Regions from separate parts of the Mus musculus genome. Here all the other regions are linked to region 3. The links are chromatin contacts, called in public HiChIP or PLAC-seq and promoter capture Hi-C maps. All regions are on one chromosome and are shown on one strand. The core of a region is the stretch at or near the end of the contact, and the rest is flanking DNA. Distances in the headings are between cores, read along the strand shown. Region 1 overlaps Cald1 (caldesmon 1). Region 2 has its middle 25 kb from the start of Akr1b3. Region 3 holds the start of Bpgm (2,3-bisphosphoglycerate mutase).

Region 1 (2,700 bases), core at 111-2,610, 250 kb before region 3:
GTAGCAAATTCTAGGCCAGCCTGGGCTACATAGTGAGACTTTGTCTAACAAAGAAAGAAAGAAAGAAAGAAAGAAAGAAAGAAAGAAAGAAAGAAAGAAAGAAAGAAAGAAAGAAAACAACAAAAAGCCAGGTGCCATCAGTTATCTGTCTTGATTTATATATATTCAGTTATTTACAAATTAATCATATATAGTACTATTGAAATGCTTACACATTATAAAACACAAAAAGAAGTGTAAGAGAATAATACTGAAAAAACTTATTAAAGGTCTAATTTATCAGTATTCATAGAACTTCTATTACATCTTAATCTTAGTTTTAGCACACTGTGATCAGTTATTTGAAAGCCTGGCTAGCGTGAGCTTCAGTTGATTCTGCCATTCAACTTTCAATGACAGTTGCAGCTTAGGGTTTTTTTTTTTTTTTTTAATTTTTAAAATTATATGAGTATGAGTGTTTGCTTGAATTTATACGTGAGCACCATGTGTATGTCTGGTGCTTGAGGAAGTCAGAAAAGGGTGGTAGATGCCCTGGAACCAGAATCATGGATGTTTGTGAGCCATCGAGGGGTGTTGGGGATTGAAGCCAGGTCCCCTGCAAGAACAACTGCTCTTAAGGGCTGAGTCCTCTCTCCAGTCCCTTAGTCTTGTGTTTAAGTTTATGGAAAATGGATACGTACAAGTGGGAGAGATAAACGCTTGGTATGTTGAAGCATGGAGCTAACATACTAAATCCCCCCTAATTTCCAATGTGTGTCTGTCCACCATTTCTCCTTCCAAAGCCACACGAATTTTAAATAAATTGCTTCAACTTCTACTTGTGAGATTTAAGAGTTTTATTTCCCCCTCAAGCCTAGGTATGAAGACAAGGTATGATTGTCTTGGTAGATCACACTTACAGATTTTTTCAACAACAAAATCACAAACGAAAGTCTATTTTCCACATAATTTTTTTTTTTACCATGTGAGTTTTTGCTGAAGGTGAAAATGTTGGTCAGTGACTATGGCGGTCGATGGCTGTGCGGTCGGCGACTGTACTAAGAACCTTGGGCTTGTATATCTACAGTGGGTGGACTGTGTGCTACGTGGATTGGGTTTCAGTAGAGATTACAGACCTAGGAAAAGCCTTTGGCTCCTCACACAGCCTGCTGAAAAAAGCAAGCGAGGGGCAGAGGAAGCCCTCCTCCGTGCTCCCTCAGCGAGGTGGGCACTGGCTCCCTGAGCACAACCTTCCTTGTATTTCCAGCAATTTCCCTTCTGCCTGCAGCTTCTGCACAAACCTTCAAAGCACAGGGCTCTTTAGCAATGTTAGTTTAAACTAGATAAGGCCTGCCACAGGTAAACCTTCTGACTCCACCGAGACTAGAGGGCCACGTGGCACCGAGAGCTGCGCATTCTAAGCCCCGTGCTTGCCTCTGGGGATGGTACACATGGCTAGAAAAGGGGTCAGGGGTAAGGTGTCAGGGCCAGAAGGGATGGCCAGAAAAGTACCAGAAAAAGCTTTAATTCTTTGCCCTTCCACTCCATTTTCTCTTCCCCTGCCTTCCTGCTTCTATAGCAACATTAACATCCCCCTTTCCTCTTGCCAGCTCCAGATGCACCGACCCTCCACCCTCGAGAGAGGCTCAGAAGCAGCAGGCATCCTGAAAATCGGCCTGTGCCTCCTGTGAAGTCACCAAGGTTGTGTCAGACCTGCATCACGGACTGCTTTATTTGCATCTAAGACCCCACCCCCTACATCCATCATCAGGAGTGTTCCTCTAGAGCTAAAGTTCTGTTTCACCCCCACCTCACCCCGGCACCATGTGATTTCCATACACTACTTTCATTGACTAAGGATGCCCAAAAGCATGAAAGGGAAGCAAAAGGCATTGAAACACTGACAGGTGGCACCTGGGGAGGCACCGAAGGTGTTCCGGGGTGTGGGGGAATCTCACTGAGGGAAGAAATGACCGTGACTATGAGATGACAGATCAGAACCATATTAAACCTGAACGGAGCAACAGCATCAGCTTCACAGCTTGATGGCAGAGGTGACATCAGCAACAAATACAAGAGCGGGACCCCAACTTGTCACATTTCTCTCAAACCCTCCCCCTCTAAACATTGAAAGTGTGGTAACCCGACACCTCATTTCTCTCAAATCCTTCCCTCTAATTGTTGAAAGCAATTACTGGCCACAAACTTTCCAGTGCTTGCTTGGGCTGGTACATTTTGCGCACTGGTCTAGAATGCAAATGTTTCAGTGGATTTATCATGGATATGCTTGGTATCCTTATGCTTCTTTCTTGGCAGAAGTCATTATTCAGATCCCTCCTGGAACTAGGAACTGGAAAAGGTATGTTTTCCTTGTCTAAAACCAAAGCAAGCAACAACAATAACCACAGCCACAATTGGTGGTGGACAGAAGACATATCTGATTTGAACCTGGTCAATAATGGGAGGCTAAGGCAAACTGAGTCACCTGGTGTGTGTGTTTGTTTGTTTGTTTGTTTTCTATTCAGACTGTGGACTCTGGTCCAGATCAAAGATTTATCTTTCTGTGTGTTTGTATGTGACTGTGTACACAGCACCTGCCTGTCTCTCTCATTGTTTGTATGTGAATGTGTACATACCACCTGCCTGTCTCTCTCATTGTTTGTATGTGAATGTGTACACACCACCTGACTGCCTCTCTCATTATGTGTGTGTGAATGTGTA
Region 2 (2,788 bases), core at 77-2,576, 180 kb after region 3:
TCTTAGTGGTTTTAGAGCTTTATTGTAGAAAGGCAGGGGGAAAGAGAGCAGGTAGAAAGACAGAGGCTGGCCATGGCCACGTGGAGAGAGATGGGGAGGGAGAGAGAGAGAAGGAGGGCTAGAGATGAGAGTAGGAAAGGTGAGAGCTTAAAGAGCCAGCTCTGGTTTTTTTACTATTTATTTTATGTGTGCGTGTGTTTGCATGTGTGTACACACACATGACACAGCGAGCATGTGGTGGTCAGAAGACAACTTATGAAAGTCAATTCTGGTTCCCTTCTTTGACTGTGTGGGCTCTGGGGATCGAACTCAAGTCATCAGGCTTGGAGGCGAGTACCTTTACCCACTGAGCCATCTCACCACCTTCAGGTTCTGACTCTTAAAAGGTGTTTAAGGAAAAAAAAAAAGTCTTCCACGAAAAACAAAGTTGGATGCCTCAGGACTCTCTGCTTACTTCCTGCACTTGGGTAATGATCAGTGGGTGTTGAGTATGGAGACCTAGTTATGTGGCCAACTTCCTTCCGCACACTGAAAAGCATGGAAAGATTACTCCATCTCTCGCATGACAATCTAGAAGGGACTCCTCAGGCATCATCTGGAAGCTGGTGGCATTTTCCTTTAGAAAGAGGGGAATGAGTCCTACGAAAGATAATGAACGTACCTATTTCGTGCACATTGTTCCTATGTCCTATTCAATTGCATCTCACTTCCTGGATTTCTCTGGAGGAAAGTAGAAGAGATGGGCTAAGATGTCTGTGCCTATAACTTCTTACCTTTCCACTTTACAGTAGAGAGGCTACTTTCTCTGTGTGCCCGTAGAGAGCAGTCTTCGCAAAGTCTTGCCTGCAGGGAAACATGAGGTGATAACCGCCTGATGGTGACAGAGGACAGGAAAGGATTGCATATTTTATAGACTGCAGGGAGGTGATATTCCCATTCACACGAAGGCAATTAGGCAGCACAAAGGGCCTGGCCTCTACTCTATGCTGCTGAAATCTTCCTTGACCCAGCTTCTCCTCTGTCCATGTACGTGACTAAATTCCTCTTGGATAGGGTGGAGTACATACATTGCCCTCTCTCTGGTTCCTGTCTGCTCCCTGGCCTGCCTGTTTCATCAGAACTCACCTGACAGTGCCTCTGTGGTCTAAGTGGGTTTAAGTCAAGCACTTGGGCTGAGCACCCTTTACAAGGCCAAAGCCAAGCCAAAGCCAAGCAAAGGCAGACGGGAGCCTTGTTCCTCCTGCTCAGGCTGTGTGAGACAAAGGCCGTTTCCGTCCATGCTTACCACCTCCTAGCCTCCTAAGCTTATAGCACGGTGTGTGCCTCCCTCTGCTGGCTAAGCTGGATCAACACTTCTGTTTTAGTGATTGTACGTGGAGAGACCCTTCCTGGCAGTACCACTGTCTAAGCCACTAACAGAAGGAGCGGGTACAACACTAAGCCCTTGGTATACACCACCTCCAACCCTCACCGAGAGTTTGTGAGGGAGGTAGCGTTGCTCCCACCAAACAAGAACCACTCTTAACGTATACAGAATGCATGCAGTTTGAGGAGGAGGGAAGGAGGTGCAGACACAGCAAGCTCCGTGTTCCGAGCCACTGTGTAAATACATGATCCCTACAGGGTGTGTGTCGCACAGCTTGCCCCAGTTGACAGACATGGCAGGCCAGTCATGCCTTGCTATTCCCAACAATCCACCTGCTAATGACCCCATATATCATCTCCCCCTTCTCTTGTGTCCAGAAACCAAATTCATGAGCACCCCGGTCCTTTCCCTTTACATCCTTGTGTCGTTTGCTCCCTTTATGCCTGCCTCACACTTATGCAGCGATATTGAAACCAGATAGAATTCAACAGATTTGTCCATACTGACTGGAGGGGAATGAGATTTGACGGTGGATGTAAAATAGGAAGAGAAGTGATCACATGACCTTTTCACTAATGGAAACCACAGCTGGTAATAACCCTCTTATATTACCTTTCCTCTCTGGGGCTTTCCAGAAATATCTTGTAAAATAAAAACCTCAAACCACACAGGCATTCCCTCTCTTGGTGCCTGTGTTGTTACTAACTCTTCTGCTTGCCGCCTGCCTCTCCTGAGCTGCTCACCCCTCTCTGCAGTGTCTGCTGTTTCCTTTTTCTCTTGCCAGCCTGGGACTCGGATGGCCTCCGCCTCCTCTTCACCTGGCTCATTGGCCTATTCCTGAGGTCTCCCTTCTTTTCTGGGTTTCTGCTCTTTTACTAGAGCTTCTATTCTGTCTCCACCCCACCCTACAAGCCTCTGAGCTCTCTAAGGCATTTAGTCAATATTCCTAGGACCCAAATCCCCACTACTGGGTTAGGGGGACCCTTTAGAGTTTGGATCAGATCCACTGATTTCCTTACGTTACTAAAATCTCAGCAGTGATCTGGGTTCACCCATCTCCAAAGAAGAAAACTGAGGCTTACAAAAACATGTTTATCTGTACTCTCTCCCTGTTGATGGGCACATTTGAAATACCAAACTAATACTCGCTCTTCAACGGCATTCTTCACTCTTGCTTACCCAAGGACCCCCCTACACTGTCGTGTTCACAGTCTTAAACGTACATGTTTAGAATACTTGGTCCCCAGTTGGTGGTGCTGTTTGGGGCTGTTTAGGCGATGTAGCCCTGCTGAAGGAGAGATACCACTGAGGCGGGCCTTGAGAGTTCATAGACTTGCCCTACTTCAGTTTACTCTCTCTGCATAACTTGTGGTTCAAGATGGAGGCTCTTAGCTGCCTTGTCTTGGTGTCACGACGGCCCCT
Region 3 (2,700 bases), core at 111-2,610:
TTAATTTTACATAGCCTTTAATAAAGGCATGGGCCTTAGAAATGTAACTTCTGCCTTTTTAAACGATGTGGAAACTGGGCTGGAGAGATGGCTCAGTGGTCAGGAGCACTGGCTGCTCTTCCAGAGGAACTGGGTTCCCTTCCTAGCACCTGCAGGGGGGCTCATAGACATTTGCTCCAGTTCCGGGGGGGGGGGGGTGGTCCATGGACACTAGGCGTACACAGAGTACACATACATACATTCAGGCAAAAAAATCATACACATAAAACAGTCTTGAAAAAAATGTGAAAATTGGGCTGGAGAGATGGCTCAGAGGTTAGGAACACTGCCGGTTCTTCCAGAGGTCCTGAGTTAAATTCCCAGCAACCACATGGTGGCTCACAACCATCTGTAAAGTGATCAGATGTCCTCTTCTGGTGTGTCTGAATACAGCTACAATGTACTTATATACATAAAATAAACAATTCTTTTAAAAAAATGTGAAAATTCAGTTTTACAGACAAACTAACACGACTTTTATTATAGAAACGTTTGTACCTGCTGCTGAAATGTAACCATTTACTTTTTATTTCCTCCCGAAGGCGTCGGAATTCTGTTAGTTAATATTCTAGAACCATTTCCCCCATTCACGGGCTATAAACCCTTCCTAATTTGGGGGGGGGGGCTCCATCCTGCAAAGTCTAATAATAAACTTCATTACAATTTTGCATTTCTTTTGACTTACTGTAGTGAAATACTTGCTCCTACCCCTTAGCACAAAAAGAAATGACACTTTTTGGCCATGATAGTGGTGGTCGGGCGTGCACGCGTGTGTGCTGGGGAGGGGGTAGTGTTCCCCTGAACCCGGAATATGGTTCCTGAGACTCCTGAATATGCAACAACCTCTTTGCCTTCCATGATATTTCCCCCCTTAACTTACACTTTTAGGATCAAGGTCTGCCTTCGCCCTACACCTGCTTCCTTCCAGTGAATCCACTGGCTAAGACAAGTAGCCACACCTGAGCTATCCAGGAGGTAGAGTTTAACTTTGCTAAGCCACCATCACTACAGCTCTGGGTTCACACACCATCACTCCAGCCGACAGAACTCACTGTTCCTGAGAGATGCTCGCTGAGAAAGGGCCAGCTGAGAGCTGGGGTACTCGGGAGGGTCTCGCTTGAAGCGGGCATCAGGTTCCCACCAGATACTAAAGCCGGGCAAGGTAGCAACCGGCCTTCTCACGATAGAACAGCAAGCCACTCATGAAAGAAAAGAAATCCTCACAACTGTAACAATTACAACGAAGCCACTCACCTGCAAGGAAACTACCAGTAGCAGCCGGTCCTCGGTAACGCCGTGCTGCAGACGCCAGTGAGGATTCATCGCTACAGCCGGCATCAACGCTCTTTTGTAGCCTAGAAGCCAAAATGGTCAGAACCGATAGCGCTGGGTATTGGAAGACAGAGTTGTCACTCATTCACGGCCCCGCCCTCTGGCCAGCGACCAGCCGGAGGTTCTTTCCGGTTTCTCAAGTCCCTGGGGTAAGAAGGGAAGCTATGATTGGTTTAATGAGGAAACAGACGCACGGATAGACCAATAAGATGGTAGTTTCGGACATAGGCAGGCGGGCTTTAGTCGTAGAGACCCAAACCCCTGAGCATCGCCGGGGCAATGTTTGTGGGCTGCTAGCTTTGCCGTCCAGAGACCTGTTTGAAGTTCTCGAAATTGAAACACACCTGCTGTGAAAAGCGGGTCAGCAGATGAAGGGATACTTCTTCTAGTTAACGGAAAATTTCAGGTCCTACCTAGGCTGAACCCGGTAGATCCTCACGAAAGCTTGTTTGGCACGCCTGTGCGTCGAAAACAGAGATTAAAATGAAAACCTTTAAAGTGTCCTATTTACAGATAGTCGCTCATTCTTACTTTCTCCTAACATTATGAAGAGAAGAGAAGCGAATAATAGGATATCCTAAAAGTACAAGAAGGGCGAAGAGGTTAGAAAAGTAGAAAATGGTACACTACAGTTTCTGAAATTAAACCTATGAAAATGCCAGCTTGTCACTCGGGTCTGGTACCAGAGCTGGAAGCTACTAAGCAGGCTTGAACTACCACACAAGGTCTGAAACGTGTGTCAAAACGTGAATGAGAAAGATAAGAAATGTTATGTGTGCCTGAGCAGACGGGAAAATTCCCCTTCTTGGTTTCTGAAAGCTGTTCCACTTAGTGTCTTCTGAACTCACCTAGTTAATTCTATAAACAAGTCCAATAAGTTTGTGACCAGCTAATGGGTGCTCAGATCAGTTATTTAGGATGAAAATCTTGACACACCATGAACTGGTGTCATGATGGCCTGCTTGTAGCAAGCTGTATGTCCCATTTATGCATTTTAGCTCATGATAGTTGCAGCTACCCCTTTCTGAGAGAGCGTCTCTCAAGGACAGTGAGTTCTGTCGGCTGGAGTGATGGTGTGTGAACCCAGTGCTGTAGTGATGGTGGCTTAGCAAAGTTAAACTCTACCTCCTGGATGGCTCAGGTGTGGCTACTTGTCTTAGCCAGTGGATTCTCAGGTCAGAACAGCTGGAGAAGGAATCTGCCCAATCGTACACACCTGCCAACCTGTTCTTCCTCTTCTTCATGAGGGCAGATGGACCAGAAAACATTTCCGCTGCCCTGTAGTATCAAAGCTTTCTCCTCAGGAAGGGTAACGGCAGCCATGCAAAA

The links. Promoter capture Hi-C pulls out the DNA fragments that hold promoters and counts their contacts. HiChIP or PLAC-seq counts read pairs in DNA pulled down with a chosen protein or histone mark.
Region 1: a contact with region 3 is called in a promoter capture Hi-C map of liver. The contact joins the enhancer-like site here to the promoter of Bpgm in region 3. A contact is called at or near these places in 10 of 39 promoter capture datasets (the 3T3-L1 cell line, 3T3-L1-derived adipocytes, cranial neural crest and 7 more), 1 of 484 Hi-C or Micro-C datasets (muscle stem cells), 8 of 115 datasets of contacts at active chromatin or transcription factors (bone marrow-derived macrophages, embryonic stem cells, epiblast stem cells and 2 more) and 1 of 9 other capture datasets (adipose tissue).
Region 2: a contact with region 3 is called in a FOXA1 HiChIP or PLAC-seq map of pancreatic cancer cells. The contact joins the enhancer-like site here to the promoter of Bpgm in region 3. A contact is called at or near these places in 6 of 39 promoter capture datasets (the C10 cell line, the HPC-7 cell line, Sertoli cells and 2 more), 1 of 15 datasets of contacts at CTCF or cohesin (the NIH/3T3 cell line), 4 of 484 Hi-C or Micro-C datasets (bone marrow-derived macrophages, embryonic fibroblasts, embryonic stem cells and 1 more), 6 of 115 datasets of contacts at active chromatin or transcription factors (the HPC-7 cell line, bone marrow-derived macrophages, embryonic stem cells and 1 more) and 5 of 9 other capture datasets (adipose tissue, embryonic stem cells, liver and 2 more).

What each region holds. Positions count from the first base shown.
Region 1 is chr6:34,726,156-34,728,855 of GRCm38.p6, reverse strand. All of the region lies in intron 3 of Cald1 (caldesmon 1), which reads right to left. Gm38787 (a long non-coding RNA gene) reads left to right here. Exons shown (of 3, transcript XR_868972.2): 1 at 1-2,338. Among named protein-coding and RNA genes, the nearest start is that of Gm38787, 5.3 kb to the left of the region's middle. Within about 2 kb of position 1,360, at least 11 of the 459 cell types and tissues checked have an H3K27ac peak or open chromatin away from gene starts, as enhancers often do. A contact at or near this core is called in liver, where this site is marked.
Region 2 is chr6:34,291,564-34,294,351 of GRCm38.p6, reverse strand. No RefSeq gene overlaps it. Among named protein-coding and RNA genes, the nearest start is that of Akr1b3, 25 kb to the left of the region's middle. Within about 2 kb of position 1,326, at least 53 of the 459 cell types and tissues checked have an H3K27ac peak or open chromatin away from gene starts, as enhancers often do. A contact at or near this core is called in bone marrow-derived macrophages and pancreatic cancer cells, where this site is marked.
Region 3 is chr6:34,475,016-34,477,715 of GRCm38.p6, reverse strand. Bpgm (2,3-bisphosphoglycerate mutase) reads right to left here and starts at 1,360. Exons shown (of 3, transcript NM_007563.5): 1 at 1,294-1,360.